Regions from separate parts of the Zea mays genome. Here region 2 is linked to region 1. A link is a contact called in public Hi-C data. All regions are on one chromosome and are shown on one strand. The core of a region is the stretch at or near the end of the contact, and the rest is flanking DNA. Distances in the headings are between cores, read along the strand shown. Region 1 has its middle 22 kb from the start of LOC103638469. Region 2 overlaps LOC100273471 (RNA-binding (RRM/RBD/RNP motifs) family protein).

The links. Hi-C and Micro-C count contacts between places; a contact is called where the count stands out from the background.
Region 2: a contact with region 1 is called in a Hi-C map of ear, with 3 times the contacts expected there. The contact joins two enhancer-like sites. A contact is called at or near these places in 2 of 25 Hi-C or Micro-C datasets (ear and tassel).

The regions. Positions count from the first base shown.
Region 1 is chr9:72,464,686-72,470,154 of Zm-B73-REFERENCE-NAM-5.0, reverse strand. No RefSeq gene overlaps it. Among protein-coding and RNA genes, the nearest start is that of LOC103638469, 22 kb to the right of the region's middle. Within about 2 kb of position 3,459, at least 17 of the 20 cell types and tissues checked have an H3K27ac peak or open chromatin away from gene starts, as enhancers often do. A contact at or near this core is called in ear, where this site is marked.
Region 2 is chr9:73,093,771-73,099,239 of Zm-B73-REFERENCE-NAM-5.0, reverse strand. It overlaps LOC100273471 (RNA-binding (RRM/RBD/RNP motifs) family protein), which reads left to right. Exons shown (of 5, transcript NM_001147908.1): 4 at 1-35; 5 at 3,104-3,878. The coding sequence ends at 3,556. Among protein-coding and RNA genes, the nearest start is that of LOC100273471, 5.4 kb to the left of the region's middle. Within about 2 kb of position 3,434, at least 5 of the 20 cell types and tissues checked have an H3K27ac peak or open chromatin away from gene starts, as enhancers often do. A contact at or near this core is called in ear, where this site is marked.

The DNA of each region.
Region 1 (5,469 bases), core at 2,210-4,709:
GTTACTGTCATTGAAACGGACGTCACTGCTGGCGACCGTTACTGTCATTGATGGCAGCTATTAACGGACGTCACTAATGGCGACCGTTACTGTCATTGATGGCAGCTATTAACGGATGTCACTGATGGCGACCGTTACTGTCATTGATGACAACTACTAACGGACATCACTGATGGCGACCATTACTGTTTGTTGGCCTCCCTCAGCGCGTGTATATATATGAGGAGGGGAGGCTCCTTCTGGTTACGACCACAGTACGAGAGAACACATGACATTCTCAGACGCCTTGCATACATCCCATCCCCGTCCCACCTTCTGCGAGCACAGACAGTGTGGGAGAGCAGGCCTCCGAAATCGCCGTCCGTAGAGAGACATTTGCACGGGTGTGCGGACGATCAGGTTTTTGGGTAGCGTACTTGCGACAACTCGCTTCGTCCGCTCGTCCAACGTTGATCAAGTTCCTCGTCGCCGGCGCCTTTCGAGGGACTGCACTGCGTACATCTGCCTGCGTCGACTACGTATGACTACATCGAACATACACATGAGATGTCTCGTGTGAATGGAGCCACTGATGCCTTGAGCATCGGTCCCTCCGCAGGGTACAATCTGTTCTTTGTATTTGTGCATATTTTATTGTTGTTTACTGCTTACGTGAGTAGTGATACACATATGCACATATATATCGTCACATACATCACTGTGATTTTCTGGATTAAATTAAAACTGAAAATGCATATTTCTCTAACAATTGTGACTCTGGCGTAGATGGCAAACGTGACGTAGTTGCCGGAACATGCTGCTGCTCAAGGACAGAGGTGTCAGAATGGGACTTCATAGCTACGAATGAACGACACAATCCTAAGCTTGTCTCCAACTCTTTACTTGGCTCCATGGTGAAGAGCAAGTAGGGACGGGCGGGCAGTTGATCGGCGGACAAGGGCGGGGAGCAGGCAAGAACGTGGAACAGATAAGGGGCCTACGGACAGGGCCTTACCGGCGGCGGCGGACAGGGGACATGAGTGACCGAGTAGAGTGCACGTCCCACGATGCGGATAGGGACAAGGAGCGGTCGGGTACAGGGCTTGCCGACGGTGGCTAACAGGAACAGGGAGCGAGAGGGCCAGGTGTAGGTGTTGGCGACGCCGGACTGCTACAGACGGACCTAGAAGACGAAGAAGACATCTCGCGGGGGGGGGGGGGGGGGGGGGGGGGGGGATATCGTGAGAGAAATTTGGGCGCGTGGGGGTTTTCGTGAGGGAAGAGGGCACGCGGGAGTTGCGCGGGACCCGCCATGAAATGATGGTGGTCACAGTAGGCGTTTCACGCAATTTCATATGTCTTAGAAATGAGTTAGCAAAGTGTCTTGGAAATGAAACGGGTTTCTTCTCTTCCCTCATTTAAACAGTGCCATATAGTAATTAATACCATGAAACTCTCCATGAAACCTTCTTTGCGAATAGCCAACCTTAGGCTATTTACAACAATAGTTTTATGATGGTTTCATGCACATTTAATAGTGTGTCACAACACTATTTTAGATGACATGACATAGAATTTAAGATAAATGAGTTTCATGGGATGAAATTGGTTTCATGGGGATGAAACCATGTCAACCCGTTTCCAAGGTCTTGGAAATCGTGTGAAACCTCCATTGAGAGTAATTTGTTTCATCTTCATATATTTTACTGATTTCTATTGGTTGTTTAGTTGCAACATTTAATTGGTATGTTAGTCTATAAAATAATGAAGTGAAATTTTGCATTGAGAAACATTGTTTTATTCTTAGTTTCATGACACTCTTCATGATGTGGCAGTGTTGGAAAGAGTGTTATGAAATGTCCATTGTGATTTGCCTTACATGTACACCTATACAGCTAGTTGGTCGGCCGTTTTTCTAGGACTGGGCAAAAGAAACCGACACCGAAAACCGAACTCAAAACACTCAAAACCGAGACCGAATAGAACGATATTTCAGGACTCGGTTTTTATTTCGGGTATATGTTCAAAAAAACCGAATTAAATGTAAAAAATCGGTTTTTTTTATTTCGGTTAACCGAAAGGCCCGAACAGGCCCCAACACCAGCTGACACCAGGCGCCCAGCACTGGGCAACTAGCCAAGGCCCAAACCTGTCGTGCCGAGTGCCGAACTGCCGGCCTTACCTGGAGGTCCTGGACACTGTGCTACTGGAGACTGCAGTATTGTGTTAGGGTTGCAGCCTTGCAGGCAGTCCAGGACTCCAGGTCCGGTGGCCGCCGCCCGCCATTGTCTAGTGCCCAGTGCCGTCTGCGCCTCTGCCGTCTACCGTCGTCAGCTCGTCGCCCACTTTGGCACCGGCAGTCTGGCACTCCACGTCGCAGCCACCTTCCAATGCCATCCACTGTCTCTCACTCGCAGAGTTGCAGGCCGCAGGCCCGACGGCCGCCAGCCGGCCAGCCTGCCATGCCTCCCGGCTCTCACCTGGGCGAGTGGGCAGACGCAGACGCCTGCCACCGCGGCACCTCCTCCTGGCCATGCAGTGACGCAGAGCCACAGACACCGGTCACCGCCCGCCCGCCCGCCCGCCGGTCGCCGCCTCTGTTGGACTGTTACTCTGTGTCTCTGTCAGTGCTTCTGTGGTTTTGCTATATTAGAATCAGTGAATCACAGAATGCTGACCGGAGTTGTGCACTTGGGCTGATTGCTGAACGCACTTGTGCACTTGTGCTTATGCTTGTGCAGAATGGTGACCGGAGAGTTGTGGTATATTTGAGTCTGCCAGATTGAAGTTGTGCTGAACGCGTGTATCTCAGTATGTACAGATGTGCTGGACCGCCTGTGCATATGGACTGTATGTCTGTATTCTGTACTCCTGTATGTGTTGGACGCCTATATGGCAGATTGGCGGATGGTTGGTATAATTCGGGCAAACACGAAAACCTATTATCAATTTCAGTTACCCGAATATTCGGTTCTCAAATACCCAATGTCTATTTCGGTTCTCACTTGTTAAAACCCGAACTTTTAAAAACCAAAAAAATCCGACCCGAATTGTGGGGTAAAACCAAATGCCCAGCCTTGATTTTACTAGCACGCTTTTGAAGCCACTGGCGGATGAGGCTGGATCATCCACCCTCTTAACCAAAATCACGGATAGCTTAACGATTAATGAATATTTGTCAAGCCACTAGTTTTTATCTATTAATATGTAAGAATCAGAAGCTAGTAAAAAAATATCTATACTATTATATAATCTATTAGTTTAAACTTTATAAAACCCACCCAAACAAATCACCTCCACACTCATAAGCTCTACTAAAATTACCAAACAAATTGCACATATGTTTGACACACCATCAAAACCAAGAGTTCACATTATTGCTGAATAGACAATATTATTTGGATAATTCCTCATCTCACTCCCGTGACCCAACCTCTCCCTCTCATGTGTCCCCACCGTCCTCTCTCCCTCACGCTTGCCACCGCGGCCACAGCTAACCCCTCCTCTCCCCTCCTTACGATCGTAGCGTGGGCTATATGCTAACAGATATTAGTTTATTTCTGTTGATATAAAACTATTTTTTGTCGTGCCATTGTTGACGAAAATCATTCAGCTGATACGACGAAAACTATAGGCATTTTTGCATGGTGCATCAATGCAACCGGCCGGCATCCGTCCAAGTCCAAACTAGCGGCCTCGTCCGCGACGCATGCTGTGCTGCTGGCTGCTAGTGCGGCCGCCTCTCACTACCACAAACATAAACAGTGAGAAAGAGAGAGCTCAATATTCTTCCCCGATCCAATCAGCCAAGTTGGACCTCGACCACTGCTCCCCCTCTGGTCGGTAACACCGCGCGCAGCGGGTCGGCCGGCGTCTGGCTCCTTTTGCCGCAATGCGCTAGACTGGTGCGATACCCAGTTGTGGAGCAGAAACTCACATGCGGCAGTCTCGGCACGCCACATGCGATGCGCTGCGATGCGATGCGAGCATAGTGGCCACTGCTGAGTGCTGACTCCTGTCGCTGGCGGTGGCGGGTGCTCGCCAGCGACGCCCGCGCGGTCGCGGCGCGGAGAGGGGTGTCTCTGTGCGTCCCATGTTCGACGTCCCGTCCGCAGAGGCAGCGCGACGTGCGCCAGTCAGACAGCGGCTCCGGTGCGACCGTGCGGCGGCATTGATCTGCGCCACAGCTTTAGGACGGATTGTCCGGTCAGGTTGGGATATTTTGCCGGACTCTCTGCTATTGCATTTGACCTTATTTTAAAGAGACACAACTGTTACAAGTTTCCAGTGGAACACGAAGGTAACATCTTCTCTCTTTCTCTCTCTCCATTGTTTCTGTCATGGCACGATATTGTATTTCTATTTTTCCAGTCTCCTGTTGATCCTAGATAATGTAACTTAGACGGCAATTTTTGTTTGTTAATTTAGCGGCGCCTTTTCTAAATAATACTCTCTCCCTTCTTTTCATGTTTTAGTTTAAAAATAAACCAACGGACGACAAATTTTCGAGAACGGAAGTAATAATCATTTAGATGCAAAAGTAGGGCTCTATCTATTGAATTAATGTGGGTCTTACCCATATTAATATTAATAATAAACAATGTTAGATGTCCACTTTAATGCTACGGTTTACTAGTACTTTAGTACCATACCGAAAGTTTAATGAACAATTTAATCAACTTAAATAGGTGGACCGTCGGTGCATCTATTGAAAAAATGAGAAAAGGGTGAAGAACTGCCACACGCGCACGCCGCCGGCCGGGCAGGGCCATGGTCGTGGTAGATCGGACCTTGGTCCGAATATTCATTCCTAACAGTAATGGGTGTCAGCTAGTAACGAACGTCATTGATGTGTGTAACGGTAGCTCTGATGGCAACCGTTACTGTCTATTGGCCTCGTTGGCCTCCCTCTGCGCCTGTATATATACGAGTAGGGGAGGCTGCTTCTGGGTTGACAGCACAGTACGCACGTACAGTCTCAGACGCGTTGCACAAAGCCATTCCCGTCCCACCTTCTGCGAGCATAGACAGTGTGGGAGAGCAGGCCTCCAAAATCGCCGTCCGCTGAAAGACACTTGCACGGGTGTGCCGGCGATCAGGTTTTTGGGGAGCGTACTCGCGACTACTCGCTTCTTTCGCTCGACCAACGCTGATCAAGTTCCTCGTCGTCGGCGCCGTTCGAGGGACTACACTGCGTACATCTGCCTGTATGGACTGCGTACGACTACATCGAATATACACACGGGATGTCTCGTGTGAATGGAGCCACTGATGCATTGAGCATCGGTCCCTTTGCAGGGTATATTATGATTTTAGTAATTGTGCATGTTTTACTATTGTTTACTGCTTATGTGAGTAGTGATATACACATGCACATACATGTCGTCACATACATCACTGTGATTTTCTGGATTAAATTAAAACTGAAAATGTATATTTCTCTAACAATACAAAAACCTGATATTAGGTATTTTTCTGTTAGTGGTTTTG
Region 2 (5,469 bases), core at 2,185-4,684, 630 kb before region 1:
CAGAGGGGAGAATGCATGATCTTGGAGGGAAGCAGGTCACTTCTTTATCTCTCATTGTGTTCTGTGTTGGTAAATATCATTGGCATGTAAGCAGTTCTGCAGTTGTCAGGTTCAATTAGCAAATGGTCTAACCTGGCATGTTGTCTATAATTTTGTTGTTGTTAACTTAGTTTTGGTTAGTAATCATGAAGATGCGATTCTGTCTGTACAATATAACTGATGTGTCTGGGAGTTTTTGAGCATTGATCATTGTTTGTTTAGTACTTTCTCTTCCAAATTGTAAGATGTTTTGGCTTTTCTAGATACATTGCTTTTACTATATATCTAGACATAGCATATATCTAAGTGCATAACGGAAGTTATGAGCGCTAGCCTGATCGTTTGTGCTACTTCTGGCTGCGGAGTGCGGAGTGCGGACTGCGGCTGCATCGGCTTATAAACAGTAGAAAGTAACTTTGGTATTGCAGCCACAGCTTGCAGCTCAGCCAGAAAAAGCTGCAGCAAGGAAGTGAAAAGTTTCTACCTTTCACTGATAGCATTCTGAATCTTGTTTACCTGACATTTTTTTGAGTATGGTCTATGATACTAGTTCAGCATATAGGGGTGTGTACAGTGTACTTCATATTATTGAAGTTGATGCCATCATGTCATTCTTTATGCGATGTTATATTTGTATTGTGGAGATGGTAACTTGAAATGCATTGCCCTGTATTACAGAAATCAGCATTCAATAGTTGAAGCACATCCAGTGTACGCCTGCTGATGGGGCGGGGCTGAATGGGGTTTTTTGGGGGCGGGTTCTAGTATGGTTTACGTCGATTGGGGGCACCATATCCTCAAGGCTGCTGACTTACGCAGGCGACATGCTTCGACATGTTCACCATGCTGCCACAGGGTGATGGCTGGGCACGTAGACCAGAAGCTCCCCACAGTGGTAACTGGTAAACGTCCGTGGCGGAGATGAGTTCACTGGGGATGGGTATGGGGTGGTGCTTGGCGTCAGGCCAGGCCATGGAAGTGGAGGCCACACACGGGAACAGGAAAGCGTCGGCAGAGAGGCGCTGAGGAGAAACGGTGGTGCTCGCGGAGGAGAGGAAGAGGTCTGGGCGTGCGGCCAGCACTGCCATCACCCGACACGTGACAGAGCATGCGCCATGTCTCTAGGTCCACGGCGAGCCCTTGGAGGACCAATGTTGCTGAGGTTTTTTTCTTCTTTTTGATGACATGCTTTTTTATGAGCGTATGCGGAAGGTAGGACGAGGATTGTAGTGAGTTTATAAAGAGCCATGGGGCGGGTTGGGGTGGGTTTGTTAGCTGATTTTCTGTATAGGGTTTGGGTTGGGGAAACTGCTTCATAAGCTGCAGGTCAGGGCGGGTTCAGCTCGATTAGCAGGCTTAATCCAGCACCTAGGGGTGGTAATGGATCGCGATCCAAATGCTTCTTCACAAAAGGTTAGGGTCCTAAATAAATTTTAGTTCAAAAATGAATAGAAATAGAGCCCGATCCTAGTCCGATCTGATCCTTAAATCTTATACTGTAAAATTTAGAGCCCATTGTCACCCCTACCAGCACCTGGGTTTGATTCTCTGTGGTACAGTGGAAGTGAATTTCAGGGTTGGTTAAAAACCTCCCTTGCTGGCAACCTGTGAAATAGTTGCAGGGCACTACCCTATGATAATGGTGGCAGTTGGCCTGTGTGACTGACTGGTGTGGTCCTACCTGAGGGTAGTCATGGGGCGCTGAACCTGGGCTGTGTGCCTGCGGACACCAGCACTGTAGGGTCTGCATTGTCAGGATTCAGGCGGTTTGTGTGTTTAAAGACTGCCGTTTCTTCTTCCAAACAACCCCATGGGGACGGTTTTTCCCTCACTGTCCGAATTATAGTTCAAGCACATGATTTTTATTCACATCTTTTAGAGCACTGCTTCTGTTCTCCTTGTATCACCCTTCATGGAGAATTTCCAGCGATAATACACTTGTATGTCTATCTTAGGTTGTCTTGTTTTGGATTTATGCATTAAGGATTCATTAGGGCTATATAAAGTTTGTCTATAGGAGACATTCATGGCAAGTTATGGCGTATTCATGGTTCTTAAAGCGGTAAGGCGAGTTAAGGCGTTGGACCACCGCCCAGACGCCTAGGCGAAGCCTAAGGCGAGCAAGGTGACACCTTATCTATCTAAGAACAAGCAAGACAATAAAATGGAGAGGAAGAGAAAGAAAAAAAGAAAAAGAAAAAATGAAGGGAAGGGGTAGCAGGCCCAGCCCACCATCTAGCCCACATATCCTCCCTGTTGCCCTCCTCCCGCTGATGGAGCCGCCCCTGCCCTCGAAGCAGCCATCGCCACCCCAGATTTGGCGCCACTAACCTCGATTCGAGCGTCGCCACCACGATTCTGGCAGCCGCCGCTCCGATTCGAGCCACCGCCTAGCTGATTTGGTCGTCGACGCCCCGATTCGGGTCGCCGCCGCCCGATTCAACGCGCCCCTTCCCCTTCTCCCTCTTGCTGGTTCTTCGCTGGGTGATGGGGACGCCTAGCCACTTTGGGGCGCCTGGATGCCTATGCGACGCCTTTAAAACCATGGGCGTATTGTTGTATATTTTTTGTATACCAATATCTGTTGTTTGAGATAAAGTTAAATGAACTGGAACACAAATGGTAGTGGTAATAAGAATACAGAACAATGCCCCATGTGGCAGGAAATTGAATAAATTAGACCACACATGGCAGAGAATTAAATAAATCAGACCTATTGTAGGAAATTAAATAATTTAGACTGCATATGGCTGGAAACCAAAATAAATCAGAATATCCGGAAAACTAGAAGATATATCATTTGTTTGGTAGACTTGGCAATCTGCATCCTATGCTGGGACTTGGTATCACTTAACATCGTTCATTGATACAAATTTTACCTAGTGACCTCTGGTTAGGATTTTATGCCTTGACTTTATAGAATTATAGTAGAGGTGCATAACTTCTCTTTGTTAGAAGTTACCTATGTGTTATAATTTCTGCTGTTATATTTGATGTTTCATTGCAACAGGAGTGAATTTGAAAATTGTTTGATTAAATTCTTCAATTGCTCTACAATTTGCAGGTTGAAATTAAGAAAGCTGAACCAAAGAAACCTGGCGCTGGTGATTCAAGCTCAAACGGAAGACACAGCCGTGGTGGTGGTCATCGTGATTCATACCGTGGTAGTGGTGTTTCTGTGAACAGCGGTGGCGGCTATGGATATGGTGGTGGTTACCGATCAGCTGCTGCAGCATATTATGGCAGCACAGCATATGGTGCCTATGGCAGAGGGTATGGATATGGTGCTACTTCTGGCTATGGCTCAGGTTATGGCTCTGCATATGGTGGCTCCATGTATGGAGGTCCATATGGTGCCTACGGGTCATATGGTGGTGCCTATGGAGGTGGTGCGTATGGTGCTCCAGGAGGGTATGGTGGGGGAGGATATGGCAGCTACGGTGGTGCTGGAGGCATGGGTGGGGGTGGCAGCGCTGGTGGTCGGGGCTCCAGCAGATACCACCCTTATGGGAAATGATCATCCATTCTGTGTTTCTCTAGGATCTGATAATAAAGCCATACCTTTCCTCGTTTCTGCTACTGAGAAAATGGAACATTCCATTCGTCTTGTTGAATCAGCGGCATCTGGACATTTTTTTCCTTGGAACTTGCATTGCACATCAACGATTCTATAGTCTATAGTCGCTGAACCCTGAACCGCCCCCACCCCGAGCTTTCTGTAGAAGCTGCAGCTGAAATTCTCGTAGTCTGGCATGAGCCTTAGAATGCCCTTGAAACTATTATCTTTGTGGTAGTAACATTATGGTGTAATGGAACAGATGTACGTTGTTGTAACATTCACTCACTGATCAGAGACTTGCTATCTCTACATATGTGGAGAGAAGCTTTGCAAATGATTGACTGATACTATTAAATTGTGTGGGTTGCTATCTTGATCTGAATGCACGCTATCGTGTTTCTAATGGGGCGTTTGGGAGGGCTTCTGTCCAGCTCTAGTACCGGTTCCTCGCTGAAGCCGTCCCAAACACCACCTCCCAAACCAGCTCTTGCACACGAGCAGGAGCCAAAATAAGGTTGAGAGCCGGAGCCAAAAATTTTGGCTCTGTGTATGGCTCGTATATAGACCTGGCTGCTTCCATGGACGCACGGCCTGCCTTTGGCCGGCGCCCCGTCCTTGGTTGCTGCTCAGGCTGCGACACTAGGCGTCCAAGTGGCCGGCGCAGGTCACGGCACTGCCTTGGCAGCCGCCCAAGCATGGCGCGTTGAGGCTAGTCGAGGCCTAGCTGCTGCCCACGGCACGACGCACGGTCTGTCCATGGCTGGCACTCGGTTTTTGGCCGGCGCAACAGAGAAGCACGGTTTTGCGAAACGATTTGCAAAAAGTATGGGCTCCTGCGAAGAAGCTAATTCTTTAGAGGAGCCGGAGGAAGTCATTTTTAAAGGAGCTGGAGCCCTCCCAAACGGGCTCTAAGTCCTGTCTGGATACCATGGCTAATTAGTGGCTAGCTAAAATTAGTTTAATAGATAATTACTAGCTAGTTAAAATTAGTTTAAATTAGCTCTAGTGCACCAAAACGTGAGCCAACCATAGTTTAGACTTATGCATAGCTTAACTATGGGCCATACATTATATGAATTGGCTAGCCAACCTTAATTAATTTAGGCTTATATTTACTTTAACAATGTGCTAACCATGTATCCATTTTTGATAGCTGGAGCTATATGTGGTTGTCACCTTACTGTTGTTCCAAATTTATTAAAAGAAAAGAAAATAGAACATTGACGATAGTAGTGATATGATCTTTTTTTTGTCTATCAAAGGCTGAGGAAAATTAGACTTTATCTATAGAAATTAGCTAAATATAATTTTTATTAGTATTTAGCTTTTGCAGATTAAACAACGAAAATATAGGCTGGGGTTTGGAACCTAGGCAAGATAGCTCTAGAGGCTGGGGTTTGGTTGGATGTACATAGTGGGATGGGAGAGGGCGGCCATAGTTTCTATAGTGTTTGGATGAGAGTCACGTAGGGGCGAGATAAACATCGGAGTAGTTTTTGGTGGCGGTGTGATCCAAAAAATCGAGGGGACGGTGTCGCCCCCGCTCCATCCCCACTTTGACCTCAAACCAAACGCATTGTAAACGCACGAGGCTAGCCAAGTGAGTTCAAGGTTTATTTATGATAGAATGATTATAGTTGTTTTTTAATATACGTACATATGCACCGTAAAAAAAAGCCATGCCAGGTCCAGTCGGTCTTGCCACACCAATGGCCCAAGTCTGGCACGAATAATAGGCCTGCTAGCCCAGACCCACCCACCACCGGGGCATGTTGTGCTCGCGACGGGCTAAAAACGTGCCATGCCACGGGCCGCCTGGTAGGCACGGCCCGTTCGGATATCTATACTGTTGGGGACTTGTTATCAAATGC